3 separate regions of the Sus scrofa genome follow, and regions 1 and 2 are each linked to region 3. The links are chromatin contacts, called in public HiChIP or PLAC-seq maps. All regions are on one chromosome and are shown on one strand. Each heading gives the region's core, a stretch centred on a gene start, on an enhancer-like site or on the middle of the called end of the contact. The rest is flanking DNA. Distances are from core to core; before and after follow the strand shown. Region 1 holds the start of ANAPC16 (anaphase promoting complex subunit 16). Region 2 has its middle 32 kb from the start of DDIT4. Region 3 has its middle 31 kb from the start of PSAP.

What was found. HiChIP or PLAC-seq counts read pairs in DNA pulled down with a chosen protein or histone mark.
Region 1: a contact with region 3 is called in an H3K27ac HiChIP or PLAC-seq map of alveolar macrophages. The contact joins the promoter of ANAPC16 here to the enhancer-like site in region 3. A contact is called at or near these places in 1 of 5 promoter capture datasets (liver), 14 of 47 Hi-C or Micro-C datasets (alveolar macrophages, brain, embryonic fibroblasts and 10 more) and 2 of 2 datasets of contacts at active chromatin or transcription factors (alveolar macrophages and skeletal muscle).
Region 2: a contact with region 3 is called in an H3K27ac HiChIP or PLAC-seq map of alveolar macrophages. The contact joins two enhancer-like sites. A contact is called at or near these places in 1 of 47 Hi-C or Micro-C datasets (epiblast stem cells) and 1 of 2 datasets of contacts at active chromatin or transcription factors (alveolar macrophages).

Annotation. Positions count from the first base shown.
Region 1 is chr14:75,081,232-75,084,006 of Sscrofa11.1, reverse strand. ANAPC16 (anaphase promoting complex subunit 16) reads right to left here and starts at 1,334. Exons shown (of 4, transcript NM_001190225.1): 1 at 1,193-1,334. ASCC1 (activating signal cointegrator 1 complex subunit 1) reads left to right here and starts at 1,026. Exons shown (of 11, transcript NM_001244083.1): 1 at 1,026-1,124.
Region 2 is chr14:75,147,914-75,150,613 of Sscrofa11.1, reverse strand. No RefSeq gene overlaps it. Among named protein-coding and RNA genes, the nearest start is that of DDIT4, 32 kb to the right of the region's middle. Within about 2 kb of position 1,298, at least 18 of the 83 cell types and tissues checked have an H3K27ac peak or open chromatin away from gene starts, as enhancers often do. A contact at or near this core is called in alveolar macrophages, where this site is marked.
Region 3 is chr14:74,799,458-74,802,174 of Sscrofa11.1, reverse strand. It overlaps a transcript of PSAP not described here. Among named protein-coding and RNA genes, the nearest start is that of PSAP, 31 kb to the right of the region's middle. Within about 2 kb of position 1,419, at least 25 of the 83 cell types and tissues checked have an H3K27ac peak or open chromatin away from gene starts, as enhancers often do. A contact at or near this core is called in alveolar macrophages, embryonic fibroblasts and fetal liver, where this site is marked.

The DNA of each region.
Region 1 (2,775 bases), core at 85-2,584, 280 kb before region 3:
GTTTTTCATACTTATTGTTTCAACACACTCAAGGGAAAAGTTATTACTCCCTCCATTTGACATATAGTCAGCACACTCCTAGAGGGGAAAGAACCTGCTCAGAAAGAGGGAACATGCACTTCACACTAACATGCACTTCACACTTTTAAGGTTCATAATCTTAGGAAGAACCCCTTTCTTAGGAAAAGGGGGAGGAGTTATCTTTTTACCCTGGAGGCCTAGCACAGAACCTGGATCACAATTTCTCCTGAATAATGAACAAATGACAGAACACAGGGCGAGCAGCTCAGCAAAGGTTACCCAGGGGCTAGAGAAGATTGGTATGAAGAGGACTGGTTCATTATCATTTTGTTTTTCTTCCTCATTCTGCAGATCTATTTACATAACTCTTTCTCCCACTTGGCTGCTATGCCCAAAGTTGATGCTCTGTAAAATTTTGACAAATGTTTAAATACTGATGATGAGGTAACCTGGGATTTGACGCTATCAGGAAAGCTGGAACTATTAGCAGTAGCGATCCTTGCAGTAGAACAATGCTCTCTGGGGAGATACAGCACGGCTGTGTTCACATTGGTGAGATAATCAACACATTTACTTCATATACGATGGGGATGACCTCGTATTCATAAACTACTTTCCTTCCTGGCAGATATATACCTATCTTAGAAAGAACCTTTTCCTTTTAAAAATGTCCTATCATAAAGATACTGAAGGAAGTACGCTGGTACAATGGCAAATTATTAGAAGCAATTATTAAACTCCATCATCAAGAAAACATTCATTCCGCTGTGTTTCACTTAAACAGCTGGATTACCATTCAAAAAGATGTGCAGCTAAAAACAAGTGGGGCGGAAAGAAATGGGCTGCCAAGAGGAGGGATCAGAACGCCAACGGTTCTCAAGCTACCTCCAAGTCACAGCCACAGCCTCACCCCCACCCCCACCCCGACCCGCCATCGAGTCCCCAGAGGGCTACGCCAACAGCGCCGTTCCACTGCGCAGGCGCCAGCCCTCGGCCCGCATGCGCACTAGCCAGGCGCGGCCTAAGGAAATTTCCTCTTGCACGCCCTCTGCGGCAGGCTCCCATTCCTCCTCCTACTTTCTCCATTTTACTAGTCCCTGCAGGTAGGATCCCAGAGATCAAGTCCCTTTCCACCAGGCTCTCGAGGGTCCCTGAGCCCTCGGCCACTTACCTCAGCAGCTTTGGCACTTTCCCCTACAGCCCCGCCCCCAAGGCCGACTGGTGCGGCCGAGTTAACATCGACAAGGGCGGCGCCGTGCTCGCGCCCGCGTGGAGGGACCGGCAGCGGCGTGCGCGTGCCCCTTGCAGTAGTGGGCGTGGCCGGGGCGGAGAGGACTTCCGGGTCCTTCTCCTCCTCGTTCCCGGATTTTCTTTTTGCTGTGGGGTCCGTATTTCTCCGCTACCTTTGGAGTACTCGTTTTATTTTTTCTTGCTCACTTTTGTCATTTAGGGTTTTATCTTAACGCACGGCATTTCAGGCCTTCTGCTTTGCTCTCTCTTACCAAACCGTCACGCTGCAGGGTTAAATTTGTTATTCCGCCATCCTTCTGAGCAGACTCGTATCCCAAGGAAAGGCAGATGAACAGCTTCCTATCTCAGACAACGCTCTTTCCCAGAGCTCAGTCTCAGCGCCCTTCCTTAACATTAAAATCTACTTTTGTGGAGAGATTTATTTGAAAGGTCCTGGAGGAATAGGGCACTAGGATGTAAAGTCATTAAACTTGATAATTATACCCCTTCTGACATTCAAGTCTGTTTATTTTACTTATTATTTTATTCATTTTACTGCTAATCTCAACAGGAAATCACCACTTGGTTCTGTAAGCAAATTACCAATTAAAGCTATTTTCTTGCTGGGATTGGGTTGAGCGTTAGGGTATTTAGTGAGAATTGATTTTTTGAGGGGGAACTCTAACTTATTTTGGGCTTCATGACCGTCTAACACATATAGTGGGAACATTGGTTGAGCTTAACTATGGCTAGCCCATAAGGAATCTTTGTTTCCAGATTTTTTTTTTCTTTTTTTCAGGCTGCACCCACGGCATGTTGAACTTCCCAGCCTAGGGGTCGAATTGAAGCTGTAGCTGCCAGCCTACACCACAACCACAGCAACGTGGGGGATCTAAGCCCACAGGAACTATACCACAGCTCACAGAAATGTTGGATCCTTAACCCACTGAGCAAGGCCAGGGATGGAACCCGCATCCTCATGATTCCTAGTCGGGTTTGTTAACCACTGAGCAATGAAGGGAACTCCTCTTTCCAGAATTATTGATTCTTTAAGTGATGTTTAGAAGCTTGGCCTCTCAGTGAAGTGATGTACAGTTTGGGGGCCCACAGAAATTGGATTCCTCCCCTCAGCAATGTGTTCGTTTGGAGAACCATGTTGCTTAAGTCATATTTGATTCTGATAGGCATTTTGATTTTGTTGCGCATATAGTTTTAACACCTCTAAAAGTTCTTCAGGATCTTTTGTCCTCCCCTTGAGGATAAGTGTATTAAATATCCCTGCTTTTCTTAATTACCATGCTGGTTAGAGTGGGTGAGACACTGCAAATGTTTAGGTAAACACAGAAGATTGCATTTTACTCCTAAAGGTTAATGTTACAAAGAGACCTCTGTTCTTTCTGTCAAAGCCATGGACAAGCTCAGTATCTTTTAATCACTTTTTTGGGGAATGCCAATAGTTTACAAATTATCTAGAGTGAGCCAGCAGTGGAATAGTGTAGTGGAAACTGCATCAGTTGGCTTAAA
Region 2 (2,700 bases), core at 49-2,548, 350 kb before region 3:
TCTGATCTGGCGTTGCTGTGACTGTGGCATAGGCTTGGCGGCTACAGCTCCGATTCGATCCCTGGCCTGGGAACCTCCATATGCCGCAGAAGCAGCCCTTACTAAAGGCAAAAAGACAAAAAAAAAAAAAAAAAAAAAATGTGTCCTAGAGAAGATGACAGGGTGGAAGGGAGCATGAGGGATGGAAGGGAGCATGAGGAGAGGGCCAGGGACCCTTAGCCTCTGGGGGGAAGTGAGAGAACATAAGATCCGTGAGCCGGAGGGAGGGTTCAGCACGGCAGGTCCTGCTGGGACGAGCAGCTGTGCCTGATGGAAGGTGATGGGGGAGGGTGGGGGTGCGGGCGGCCCGAAGCCCCAGGTACAGCTTTGGGGCCACGTGGCCTCTGCAAAGCCTTCAGCCCCCAGCAGAGCTGAAATGGAAACTCTGAGTCCAGTTTCAGGATCAACGGAGGAGCTGAGGGAAGATGGAAAGCAGCTGAAAATGCCTTAGTTTGGCTGTTGCCCCATTCAAATCCTTTCCTTCTACAACGCCCTGCAGCTGTGGCCAATTGAAGAGCTTCCCAAGCACAATGGTAACCTCTCCCTGTGCCCCTCACAGCCGGCCTCTGGGCCTGGCCGGGCAGCTGTTAAAGCCATTTCACCAGTGAGGACCTGAGAAGCCGACAGGTCACACAGCCCGGAAGGTGTGAACATGAGGTGAGGCCAACTGCTGGGCATGGGAAAGGAAAACCAACAGCCAGATTCCAGAAAGGATCCACAACATTCGTCATCCCACCATCAGAGCTCCCATTGACTGAGCTCTTACTGCATGCCTGCTCTCTCATCCGCCCCCTGAGCCCACGGGAAAAGCCGCATACAGTAACTGTGATCCCTATTCTACAGATGAGGCCTCTGATGTCCAGAGAGGTTAAGTCCATTGCCTAAGGTCACACAGTCACAGGTGGTGAAACAGACAGATCCGATCACAGGGCAGAGTGTGTGCTGGCCTGAACCACAAGTGTAAGCCTCCGCCGTGAGCACGCGTGAGAAAAACCCACAGAGAATGTGTGCAAGGTGGAGGGCTGGGTTCCAAGCAGTGGGGAACAGCTGTGTTGGCGGGGGGGGGAGGGGCGCAGAATGTGTGTGTGAGCACAGCTTTGACAGCGGCAAACAGTGCGTGGGAGTGTGTTGACGACAGGGTGTGGGATGGCAGTGCCATCGCCATGTGTGTTTCTGCTGGCAGCGGAATGTTCTGGTCTGTGTTGATAAACAACAGTTTGGGCAGGCTTGAGGCTGGAGCGGGGACAGAAGAGAAGCACTGGGGGGCGGGGACAAGCCCAGGGGTGACCGGAGGCCCAAGCCTGCAGCTCCCAGAATAACGAGGGAAAACAGAGCGGAGGCAGTTGTTTTCTCAGCTGACCTCACTGGGTGCGCTCCTCTGGGTGTGGATCCCTCTTCAAATCACCTGATGCCCATAAACGTGAAAAACAGGAGCAGGGACACGCTGTGAGGAAGAGAGTGTTCTTCCTGGAGTGCTAGTTGCACGGACGGAGGTTTAATCAACAGCTGAGGCCAGTGCAAACGCATCGTGATGTCCGTGGCCGGGCAGAGTCTTCAAAAGTCAGCTTCTTGGAAGAGGTGGCACCCCCGAGACCATCCCAGGTCACGACTGTAACAGGAGCCCCTGCATCTCACCCTCGCCTCTTGGCAGGCATAGGTGTGAGCCTGCAAGCAAGGGCACCCCAACCTGGGAGTTGTCACATGAGAGATACCCCGGGGTCGGGCCCCCAGCCCACTGCTCCCATCAGAATGCCCCCTCCCAAGGCTCCCTCTCCATTCCTGGGCTGCCATGTTGCCTCAGGACCTTAGATTCACCGCCTCCTGGATGCCTTCCACACTCCCCACCCCACTACCTTAAAACGGCCTCCCTCAGCTGCTCTCATTGCCAGGGCCCTTCACGCAGGCCACACCATGTGCATGTCGCCTGATCATCTGCTCAGTGCGGGCACTGAATGAGGCAGAAATGGAGGGGGGCAGGTGTGGGTGAAGACCCTTGAAGACTTTGTAACTGCCCTCAAGGATCTTGTGGCTCCGCTGGGGCACACAGAGGGGAACAGCATGAATAAAGCCAAGTGTGATAAAGCCAAGTGAGGTCACCAGAGCCAGTGCTTCTGATCTGGAAGCTGGGGGATTGGGGGGGGGATGGCGCATGGCGGGAGTGGTGGCCCTGCCAAATTAGTTTTAGCTCCTTGAGTTCAGGGATCTTCTGAAGCCAACACACAGAATCTGCTAAATCAGTGTCTGTAGTTTCTTGATTGAAAGCCTCCAAACCACCCTCTGAAATCCTTGTTTGGGAGCTAGAGGTGCCCCCCCGCCCCGCCCTCTGTGGGGTTGGAGGAAGGAAGTCTTGGCCTGGCCGAGCTGGTGGAGGAGGCTGGCGATACTCTTCCCTGTTCTGCTGGCCGCCCTCCCGTCAAGGGCTTGTTATTCCCCAGGGTTGTTTAACGTGTGCTTCCTGTACCCCAGAGCTCGCAGCACCCAGTCACCTCAAAGACCAGGGCAGGAGAGAAACACCTTAGGCTGAGGCTCCTGCTGGTTAATCACAGACACATTGCTCTCCTTGTCTCAGACTGATCTCTTGCAGAAGTTCAGCAAAACCATGCCCCTGCATTCTCCTCTTGCAGCCCTGTGAAGAGACAGACCTGCTTTCCTTCCTACATA
Region 3 (2,717 bases), core at 170-2,669:
GGATCCCAAGTTGCTGTGGCTCTGGCGTAGGCCGGTGGCTACAGCTCCGATTGGACCCCTAGCGTGGGAACCTCCATATGCTTTGGGAGGTGGCCCTAGAAAAGGCAAAAAGGCAAAAAGACAAAACAACAACAACAACAAAAAACCTCTAACTAGAAAATAATGATTAGTGAGAAAAAGCGATTAGGCAAGGAAGAAATCATTTGCGAGAAGCCTGTTAGTGTAAGTTCGTGGGCCAAGGCAGGGCCTAACCTAATGTGGAGACTTTTAACTAGTTTCTTAGTTGTAACCCTATTTCCTAATCATTAACTCTTGAGTCAGCCTTTTGAGACTGAGAGGAGGCTAAAGGAAAAGGATTTATTTCCAAATACAAGGACACAGGAGGCCTGGATGGGGGGAGGGGGAGGTTGACAGGGAGGGGGAGGAGGGGGCATGGCGCAGAGGGGAAGCCGGGGCTGTGAAGCAAAGCTGCTTCCTTCACATGCGGTCAGAGCTGCTGGCTGAACCTCATCACTATCTTTTACATCATTATACACAATTCCTGAGCTTCTGCGACTCCATTTTGAAACTCAGGAAGGGCAAATCACGTTGGTGGCAAGGCCTGAGCCAGGGGAACGTGGGGTCAGGGAGCGATTCAGGCCTCCAGGCTCTTTTTTCTCTGGGATGGAGGGTGATGCGAACCAGGCAGGCAAGTTCTCTGCATGTCAGCACTACCCACCTCCCAACCACTCCTGTAGCCATTTGACAGACCAGAAGGCTGAGGCACAGGGGGACCTGCCCAAGATTACACGGGCAGCGGAAGTTTGGGAGGGCTGATATCAGAAGCCCAGAGGAAAGAACTTCCTATGCAGTGGGAGAAAAGGGCAGCTTCTTGGGGGAGGTGGCTGGGCCCAAAGGTCGAAGCAGAAGTGCGCGCGCGTGTGTGTGTGTGTGTGTGTGTGTGTGTGTGTGTGATTTATTTATTTATTTTTATTATTACTCAAATGAATTTATCACATCTGTAGTTGTATAATGAATGGTGTGTGTGTGTTATTCTCAAAATTAATGTCTTCTGAAAACTGAGTCCTCCAACTGATTCCCTTTCTACGTGGACTCCTGCACCCATGCTCAAGGGCTAGCTCACAGCGCTGCCTGCGCATCCCTCCAGGGTCGGTTCGTGAGCGGGGCGGATGGATGAACAGGTGTGAGGATGCACCCCTGGGCCGCCAAAGCGCCTCAGCTGGGCATGAACGGATCCTCTCCTCTCTGCGGCCAGGAGAGGGGCTCCCCTCCGTGCGCTCGGGGCCTCCCCTCCGCTCGCTCCCTGGATCGGTGTGCTACCCTGCCGCTTTCCACATGGACCGCGTTGAACCTGAAATCACTCAGCGGGTGGTTTCTGATCCTCTTTCGCTTCTCTTTCTCGGGAGACCTGAAGCTCCCTCCACTGGGGTTGCACAACATTGCATTTCGAAAGCGGATGAGGATGGCTTTTGTTCTTGCGAGCCTTCGCCCTGTCCCGCCCCGCAAGCGTCCGTGGGGCCAGGAGAGTCTTGCACAAGCTGCGAGAGGAGAGGGGTGTCTGCGGTGGGAACTGGGCCCCGACTGCCCCAGTGCTTTAAAACCGCCACCCTACTCCACCCCACTCCACCCTATTCCTGCCCCCCACAGCAGACTTGCGGTTAAAATGCAATCAGGTTGCTTATGAAAGTCGGGATAGCAGTTACTGCTTCAGGAGGAGCGAAGCGTGGTGCCTGGGGACAGGCCCGCGAAGGGGCTGGTGGGGTGGTTGACCAAGTTCTTTTTCTTTGTCTCCATGGCAGTTCACCTTGTAGTAATTAGTTAAGCCATTGGAACCATGGGATAGTCTGTATTTTGTCTCTCCCCCTTCCCCATGCCTTTTTTTTTTTTTTTTTTTTCTTTTTAGGGCCACACCTGCAGCATCTGGAAGTTCCCAGGCTAAGGGTCCAATCGGAGGTGCATCTGCCGGCCCATGCCACAGCCACAGCAATGCTGAATCCGAGCTGCAGCTGGCAACACTGGATCCTTAACCCACTGAACGAGGCTAGGGATCCAATCTGCATCCTCATGAATACTAGTTGGGTTCTTAACCTGCTTAACTACAATGGGAACTCCTGGGGTTTTTTTGTTTGTTTGTTTGTTTCTTGTTTTTTAATTTTTTATTTTACAGTGAAAACATTTAAAAGATATTCAACCAATTAAAGTTGTTAAAGTAGGAGTTCCCTGGTGGCCTAGCAGATTAAGCATCTGGCATTATCACTGCTGCGGCTTGTGGGCCCCTCTTGTGGCATGGGTTTGATCCCTGGCCTGGGAACTTCTGCATGCTGGTGCAGCCAAAAAAAGAAAAAAAAAAAAGATAAAAGAAAAAAAAAGAAAGAAAAAAATCAAATAAATAAGTTGTAAAAGTAAAATTCCAATTCCGATTTTCTCCTTCCTTCTTACCCTCTCCGTCTCTCCATCTCTTCCCCCTTTCTTTTTTCCTTTCTTCTTCTCCTCTTTCAAGTTTCTCTTTTTTTTTTTTTTTTTTTTTTTTACTTTTTCTCTTTCTTTATTGGCTGTTTTTCTCTTTTTTCTTTTAGTCTTTTTTAGGTCCGCACTTGCCGCATATGGAGGTTCCCAGGCTGGGGGTCCAATCGGAGCTACAGCTGCCGGCCCACACCACAACCACAGCAATGCCAGATCCGAGCCACGTCTGTGACCTACACCACAGCTCATGGCAA